Regions from separate parts of the Gossypium hirsutum genome. Here region 1 is linked to region 2. The links are chromatin contacts, called in public Hi-C maps. All regions are on one chromosome and are shown on one strand. The core of a region is the stretch at or near the end of the contact, and the rest is flanking DNA. Distances in the headings are between cores, read along the strand shown. Region 1 holds the start of LOC107924483 (gamma-tubulin complex component 4). Region 2 holds the start of LOC107924360.

Region 1 (4,195 bases), core at 889-3,388, 200 kb after region 2:
CACTGGCCTTCTGGTTTGTGCAGCATGCAATGCACGCATGGTACCGTTTGTGGGTGGAGATTATATATACATATGTGTGTGTCCATATCCATCCAAGTCCAGGAAACTCCATTACTATTATTTTAAAAATTGAGCGCACTTATAATAAATCTCTACCTATTTTCGACTCCCACTCTCAGTCCAATTCAGGTAATGCAGAATATATTACCATAATTGATAATTTGATATATCAACAAACAAACTGTTGCTTTTTATTAACAAATGGATACTTATAAGTCAGATTAAGTTTGAGAATTTCAGTAACCAAAAGAAAAGTTGTTGTCTTGAATTCTTTTATCAAAATAAATGCTCCTCTCCTTAGACATCAATCAAGCAAAAGCGGTAAAACATATGCCTTACGTTGTAATAATTTAGAAGAGGTGCGCTCCAACGCATTTAAGTAGGCGATTGGCCCGTTTTAAGCCCAAATAGTATTTCCAGCTATTCGCCCTTATTTCAGCCGACTTAAGCGGTAGTTAGTTTGACCCATTAATTTTATAAAGGGCCTAGCTAACCCTCGTCGGATTCTCAGTTCACTCGCACCAATCCATTTCGTCGGCCTCAAATCCTGGTAAACCCACTTTCTCTTTCTCTGTATTGCCCGTTAACAAATCTCATCTGACAGCAATCACGAGATTGAGTGTGGGTTTGGATAGGCGATACGATGGATTTAGTTTACTTTTTGTCTCACGCTATACTATCATGACAATATTTAATCTCAATGCCATCATTGTTTTTACACTAACCATAAGTAAATGTACCACCATTCAAACCCACCCTAATTCGAATATTGGAAATAATATTTATGAGTACAAAGAAATAGCACCCAAAGAAGAGCTCTGGAACAATTTTTATTTGGAATAATGACGTTTTTAGGAATAGTTATTCCTAGAACAACCATGGTTTAGAACAATTGTATTTTTTCAAAAGGGTCATTAATCAAAAGTTCTATCAAGAAAAATATCACCACAAAAATTCATGTTCAAAACAACTTCTAAATTGATAACAATTATATATAGAATAACTCAAGTTTGGAACAAGTTAAAATAATGATTATTTAGGAACTACTCTAGTTAAAAACAACCATGTCTTGTGTTTTAAGATATATTCCGTGAAAAATATTTCACATAGTACTGCTTCTTCATCAAATTAAAAGAAGTGAAAGTAACCTTAAAATGATATTGAATTAGCAAATGAAATATGAAAGATGGTTAAATATTTTTCTCTCATTTCAAAAATAAAGTGAATTCTTGCACATAATCAACAAAACTTTTCGCCATTCTTCTTAATCATTAATAGAATTGTAGCTAAAAATTAATTTTATTATTCGTGCTAATTACCTAGCTTTGTATTTCCTATTTTTAAAGATCCATAAATATAAACCCTTAACAATTAGTGATACCGAATTTGCTTCAATTTTTCCTTTTGCTTTTTATAGGTACATCTCGTTTATTTTTTTGCTAACACTTCCTCATTCCATTAAAGACCTTTCTACACCGGTAAATATTTTGATAACTTTAGCAGTTATCACAAATCTCACAATCTCCTAACCTTTTGCAGGAAACCATCTTAGCTTGCACACTGTATCCTTGTTTACTTTTATTTGTTGTATGTTTAGTAGTAATTTTTTTCATCATGGAGAATGATTTTAATGTTGGTGGAAATAAGGGGAGTTGAAATGAAGATGTTGAAGGGAATGATGGGTTGAGGAGGTCGATGGTGAAAAGAAAAAAATATTCTACGAAACATTCATGTGGGCACTGGGGAGTTACCTTTACGCTATTTAGTTGATGTAGTTATTTCTGTATTTCTCCATCTGTTCTCTCTTCTCGATCAATTCTCCTTACCTCCCTTGTGTATTCGTTGCGCACACAATGACTCTTCTCATGTTTGAAATACCTGCTTGTGTTGGTGTAATCATAAAACTAATCAACATGAAAAAACCAGACGATCTTAAACAATGTGGACAAATAAAGGAGTCGCTGCTGGCAAGATGAAGGAGCAAAACGACACAGGGCAACTATTACTCATGCTATGTGCATTTTGTTTTGTCTTTGTAAACATCCGCTCCTCAAAAAAAATGAGGAGTTCGATGCTGTTATTTGTAATTGCGGAGCTTAATGAGTGCATTAGAAGAAGTCATAAACTTGTTATATTTCATCCTCATTTGTTTATTGAATCAATGCTTGAAAGTTTGAAACTTGAAACCTTCCATCAATCTGTAATTAGTAGAATGACCGACACTAACCGGAATGGTACTATAATGGTGGTGTGCAGCATTTGGGCTCTTTATTAAGCAAGGCCCAATCCATTAATGTTGTCTAGTGCAGTAGTGGAGTGAGCCGGCAAGGTTATACAGCAGCCGGACTTCACCCGGCAATCGGCATTTTGGAGACTAGCTTTTAATTCAAAATTTTATATACTGCTACTAAAGTTTAATCAGCGGTTATTGGAGAGAATAGAACAGATAAGCCATGAATTCTCTCTGATTGTCTTTCATTTCACAAAAACGACTATAAAGAAGGGGGGAAATGTTGCACGAGCTTTTACTAGCACTTGTTGGTTACACAGGAGATCTAATAATCGACGAGCGAGAACATCATAAATCTCTCGGCATTTGCTTATCCCCCAACGCTCCCATCTCCGAACAACGTTCCTTCAAGCTTGCTTCCGACATTTCCTTCATCGACCCCAGTGAAAGGTCTTAAGAAAGAAAATTTTAATTTTCATAAACATCCAAAACCCTCTCTCTCTCTTCTCTCTTTCCTTAGGGTTTCATACGAATAATTTTCTCCCAGGGATCTTATCGAGAAGCTAATTACGTTAGGGTTTTACTACCGAGAGCTCGATCGCTTTGCCACGAAATCCCGGAATCTAAGCTGGATAAGAGCGGCTGATGTTTCTCCTTTGGACAGAGCCTCTGAGTTGTCAAATCCTAAAAGCGGGAAGCCGAGCGTTTATCGAAGAGCCATTGCTAATGGCCTGGTGGAGATACTCTCTGTCTACAAGTCTGCTGTTCTTCAACTCGAGCAGAAATTGTTGTCGGAAACCATGCCAATTTTGGCAACTGTCACTCAGGCCCTCAATAAGGTTTCTTGTTATTTTAAGCACGTCGTATCGCTGATTTAAATTTCCTAGTTGCTCTTTACTCTCGTTCTATAAGTTTATCATTTCGTTGCAGTTCTTTGTTATATTGCCGCCTTTGTACGAGCTTATTCTAGAGATTGAGCGTGATGATATACGTGGAGGACAGCTTCTTAACCTTTTACACAAACGCTGCCACTGTGGGGTGCCTGAATTGCAGGCCTGCATTCAAAGGTATTGAGTTTCCTTTGTTTTTTTGCTTTGCTTTTCTAATGCAAAAAATGCGACAAGTAGTCTCCATTTCTCCTATAAAAATGCCAGTTTGTTTTCTTAATAATAATACCACCCTTTTCTTATGCCTCTCTAGTGAAAATTTATACTGCAATTAAAATTCATATTTATTGCATTCTTCAATCTGCTATGATAATTAATTAAGATTAAATCAATGATTACAATCCAAACTTCTATATGCCTAATTTCAGTGTTCATGTAATTGCTTGTGAATGGCTGGGGAGCCTGAGACTATGTTTATGCTTGGTTATGAGTTAACTGTCTTCAAATGTAGTTTTAGGTTATAGCCATATGTTCATTGCTTAAAAATGTTAAGATTTTAATGATCAGCTTGTAGACTAATTCTTGAACCATAGGCTTCTTTGGCATGGTCATCAAGTGTTGTATAACCAACTATCATCGTGGATGATTTATGGAATTCTACAAGACCAGCATGGAGAATTTTTCATTAGAAGGTAAGGATTAAAACAGTATGTATTTTCCCTTTTTAATTCATACAAGGATTTTTTTTTTTTGGAACTTTAATGTCTTTTAATTCTTTTATTTCATAAGTCGCATGGACTTTCTCTTTGGTTTGTATCCTTACACATTGAACTAGTTTAATGATTCTATTATTTCCAGGCAAGAAGATCGGGATGTGGAATATGGCTCATCTATCTTGGATACATCAGAAAAATTGGCTCACTTGTCAACTGTGGATACATCTTTAACTGATTGGCACTTGGGCTTTCATATATTTCTGGTATTTTTGGAGCCATCTCCTAATTGTTTTAGTTTCTTT
Region 2 (4,271 bases), core at 375-2,874:
AGAGAGAGCATTCAAGGTTTCTTATCGCCAGATAATATATATATATCAACCATCAATTTAACTTACTACATCATTGCAATATCAAGAGGAAGCATAAGAACCAGTAATGTATAAGAATCTAGAATATTCATCACTGCCACATAGTTAAGAGAGCAATCTGACATGATAAAAAACAATAAATACAACTACCATACTAACGGGAATTTATGAATAGGGAAGAGGAAAATTTAGGAAGGATATAGCAGCAAGAAGCTCACCTCGGCTGATGTGGATCTACATACAATTGTAAGCCTGACAAGTAAGGAACATAGTATTGCTTAACAGAATCACTCCCATTCAACAATAGCGGCACTCCGACTCCGTATACACTCCACTCGCTAAAACATTCCCAAAGATCACCGAGCCAATAATATGAGCGTAAATCCACTTCACGGGTTTCCTGTCCCTTCAGTTGTGCCTATCAAACCAACAAACAGAAGGAAAAATACAAATGTTGAAATGAATGCCGTGAAGTAAAAACTTAAGATTCCTGAACCCCAACAAATTGCTAAGAGAATATATAATGAAACCTCTTTCAAACTCTTCCTTAAGTATAGCTTCAACCAATTAAATCAATCTACTTTTTGATCATTAATATATGAGAAATATAAATCCGCTGTTTTTATTTTCATAAACAAGACGTAATGTTGATTCGAACCAGATAAATCTAAATCTTTTATCAGTTTAGGACCACAAGAATGCAAATCATAGACACACAGTAAAACCCCCAACACCATTAATTAGCATAATGCAGCTAATTCTCACAAGTTGGAATTTGTACTAAACTGACCATTACATTTTAAATTAATAATTAAAAAAAAAAACATTTGCGTTTCTTTCCTAATATAAGTTCTTCTTTTTCTCAGCCAAATAGTAATTAGCTCTCTTTTCTTTGTTCTTGTATAGCCATTAAAAAATTCAAAAAAAAAAAAACTCAAAATGTAATTCTCCAGAACTATGTTTAGCTACGACGAAAGTCTTTCACAATACCTCAGAGAAGCAATGAGCCGGGACAAAAGGGGTGACTGATTCCATGAGCCTATCCAAATTGGTCAATTTAGCAATATTCGGCGAAGAGTAGCAGACCGAGTTACGCCTCGACAATGTAGAGTCGTCAGAATCTGCCCGAGTCTCAGCCACTGAATCGACTGAGTTGACTTCGCTCTCCTTATCTGACCGTTTCCGTAGCTCACTCAGCAACGGTCTGTGTGTGAGTTGCTTCCTCTGCAACTGCTGATGTCGCCTCACCGCTGGCGGATTGTAGAATCGGTCCCTCGTCTGAGTTCGGGCTACCGCGTACCCGCCTGAGTTTGACATGCTACTGCTATGGGGAGAAAAAATTAAAAGTCTTAGCTCCTTTTGCCGGAGTAGCGTTGAAAGGGATTTTGGAGGGGCTTTAAATTTGAAGAGGTAAAATAATGAGGACGAAATTGAAGAGGCAGCCCACGTACGACCCACGAGTGTTTTTCTCTTTGCGGCGTTGGTTTTTTTCTTTAAAAGATTTGAAGAAGGAAATAAGAAATAAAAACATGTAAAAAAAAAAAAATTTGAACAGAAAAAGGCTTTGTCGGCCTGAATTCTGATTTCGCTTGCGTTTTCAACGAAGGTTATAGCGTAATTAAAAACGATCGAAATGACGACGTTGACCCTCTCTTTCCTAATTAATTATTATCCACTTGATTGATCACCTCTTTATCTTTCTATTTTTTTTCATTGCATGGTTATATTTTGAAACAAATACATAAATGAGACCATCAATGACGCTGAGCTAAATTTGATGCATCCATCACCGTCCGATCTATATTTTTTTCTTTTGATCGGGATAGGCTTTTAATTGTGTGTTTGACTTGAATTAGTATTTCATATATGAAATACCAATAATAATTTGTGCACCCAACTCCACAGCATTTAGGGGGAGAGGAGAATTACGTTATCTGGTGTCGCAAGAAAACGAGTTTCGCCAAACACTGGAAAAAAGTGGCAAAAACCTTGGCGAAATAAGGTATGGAAATAATGAAAGCATGAACAAAATGTGAATCGCTAAGCGCTTGTCTGCTTCCAATTACTGACGTTTAATTTAGTATTATTTTTTAAAAGTTATAATTCTTTGTTCTCCTTTTAGTTTAAAAAGTATTTTTGTGCCTGTACTTTTTAAAAAAAAGTTATATCAAAATAATAATTTTACGTTATTTATATCTTTTTTTAATATCAGAATAATAAATTAGATTTTTTTCTCTTGATTTTTAGTATTTTCAGTTGGATTTAATTTTTTTTAAAAAAAAGATATCTTGTTTAACAATATTTTTATCTCAAAAATATTTTTTTGTCACAAAAGTGGTTCTTAGAAGCAATGCTAAATTGATATATTGTTTATCCTAACTCTTTTTAAAACGAAGTACAAATTCTTTTTTTGTTTTTGTTTCTTGAAACCTTATCAAAATAAAAATAAAAGTTAATATATTGTTTGCTCCCTTAATTTATCTAAAAGTACCTAATTAATACTTGAATTATATTTCGTTACCTAGGTTGGTACCTTTACACTAACATTGTTAGTTTGTGCTAGTGTGGCACTGTTAGCTAATTCGATAGTGACATATGGTAACATCTCAATATGTCATGTGTAGAAGTGATCATGGGTCGGGCCGAGTTCGGGTCGAGCTCAAGCAAAGCAATAGGCTCGTTTGCTAGGCTTGGGCCTGGCCTGTAAAAATGCTAAAACTCGGGCCCGACACTGCTCACCCATATAAAAAAAATTACATTATATTTTTTTACATAAATTTTAAATATATATAATACATAAAAGATACTAAAAATTTTAAAATAAATATTTCCGACCAAATTGAAAATAAATTTTAAAAAATATGTATACTTAAATAATACTAAAATAGATGCAACTTAATAAGAAAATATCTCTAAAATAATAACAAAATTAACAATAAAACAAGTGTTATACAATATCCAAACAATAACAACAAAATAGTAGCTAGGGGTGAGTATTCGATCGAGTCGAGTTGAATTGAGTCAAAAAGTTTCGAGTCGAGTTGAATTAATGAATCTTATTATTTATACTCAATATTCTGTTTACGTGGATCGATTATTTTACTAGTAGACGAAGTACAAGCTTTTAAATTAATTTTGAGCAAAGGAAAAAAGGGGAGTGAGGCGATTCGGCAAGGAAAGTAAGACTAATGGGTAAACATTTATCAAAACAACTTAGTTTTGCCTTTTAACTTGATAGTTTTGACTTTAAACTTTAGAAAAGGTAAACATTTATCAAAACGACGTAATTTTGCTTATTCTTTTTTTTTTATTTGGATTTTTGGATAACTTAAATTAGGGGTGAGCATTCGATTGAATCGATTGAAACCGTTTGAGTTAAATTAGAAAAATTAATAATGTTAAATTAAAATCTTGTATAATATAACTATTTCCATGTTAGAACACAAAAATTTGAAACAATATATATTTGAAAACTTTTTAAAAGTAAAATAATAAAAAATAAGATATTTTTGTATGATAAACTTGAATCATTAATCGCTTATTTAGATTCCAAAATTATTATTTTATTAAAATTTTATTATATATTTTTTAGATTTTTTTAACTATAATTTTTTAAAATATAAATTTTTGAATTTGTATAAATATTTTGAATTTAAAAAATTATTTTCAAAATTTGAAAATTACTTTGATTTTTTTTTTGTAATTTTTTTAAGAGAGAGATCAATTTGTTCATTTCAAAATTGACAGGAATCAAAACGATATTCATATTAATTTGTTATTCGAATTATTCGAGTTATTCAAATTATAAAAATTCAACTAAACTCAAACTTGAAATTCAAAATTTCTTATTCAAGTTTACTCGAATAATTTGAATAACTCGATTCGATTAACTCAAAATTTAAATTTTTTTGAATGAAATTGAATTTTACTCACCCCTAATAGTAGCAATATAATAGTGAAATGATAGCAAAATAAGAGGAAAATATAAGAAACTATCATTAAATCACAAAAAAGTAGATTTTTTTGACATTTAGCGAATTCGGACTGTGCTCGAGCCAAAATGTCTTACTCGAGGCTCGTCCCATTTTTAAAACGGGCCTTATTTTTTACTTAAACCCATTTCTCGGGCGGGCCTTTGGGCCAGGTCAAGTGACCCAACCCATGAGCAAGTCTAGTCATGTGGCAGGTATAAAATAAAAAAATTTAAAGTTTTTAAAATATATAAATTAATA

The links. A called contact is a pair of places that touch in the nucleus more often than the background predicts.
Region 1: a contact with region 2 is called in a Hi-C map of leaf, with 1.5 times the contacts expected there. The contact joins the promoter of LOC107924483 here to the promoter of LOC107924360 in region 2. A contact is called at or near these places in 2 of 34 Hi-C or Micro-C datasets (both in leaf).

The regions. Positions count from the first base shown.
Region 1 is chrA11:12,490,337-12,494,531 of Gossypium_hirsutum_v2.1, forward strand. It overlaps LOC107924483 (gamma-tubulin complex component 4), which reads left to right and starts at 2,139. Exons shown (of 16, transcript XM_016854955.2): 1 at 2,139-2,740; 2 at 2,838-3,129; 3 at 3,221-3,357; 4 at 3,771-3,869; 5 at 4,036-4,156. The coding sequence starts at 2,571.
Region 2 is chrA11:12,287,594-12,291,864 of Gossypium_hirsutum_v2.1, forward strand. It overlaps LOC107924360, which reads right to left and starts at 1,625. Exons shown (of 7, transcript XM_016854767.2): 1 at 1,030-1,625; 2 at 258-457. The coding sequence starts at 1,356.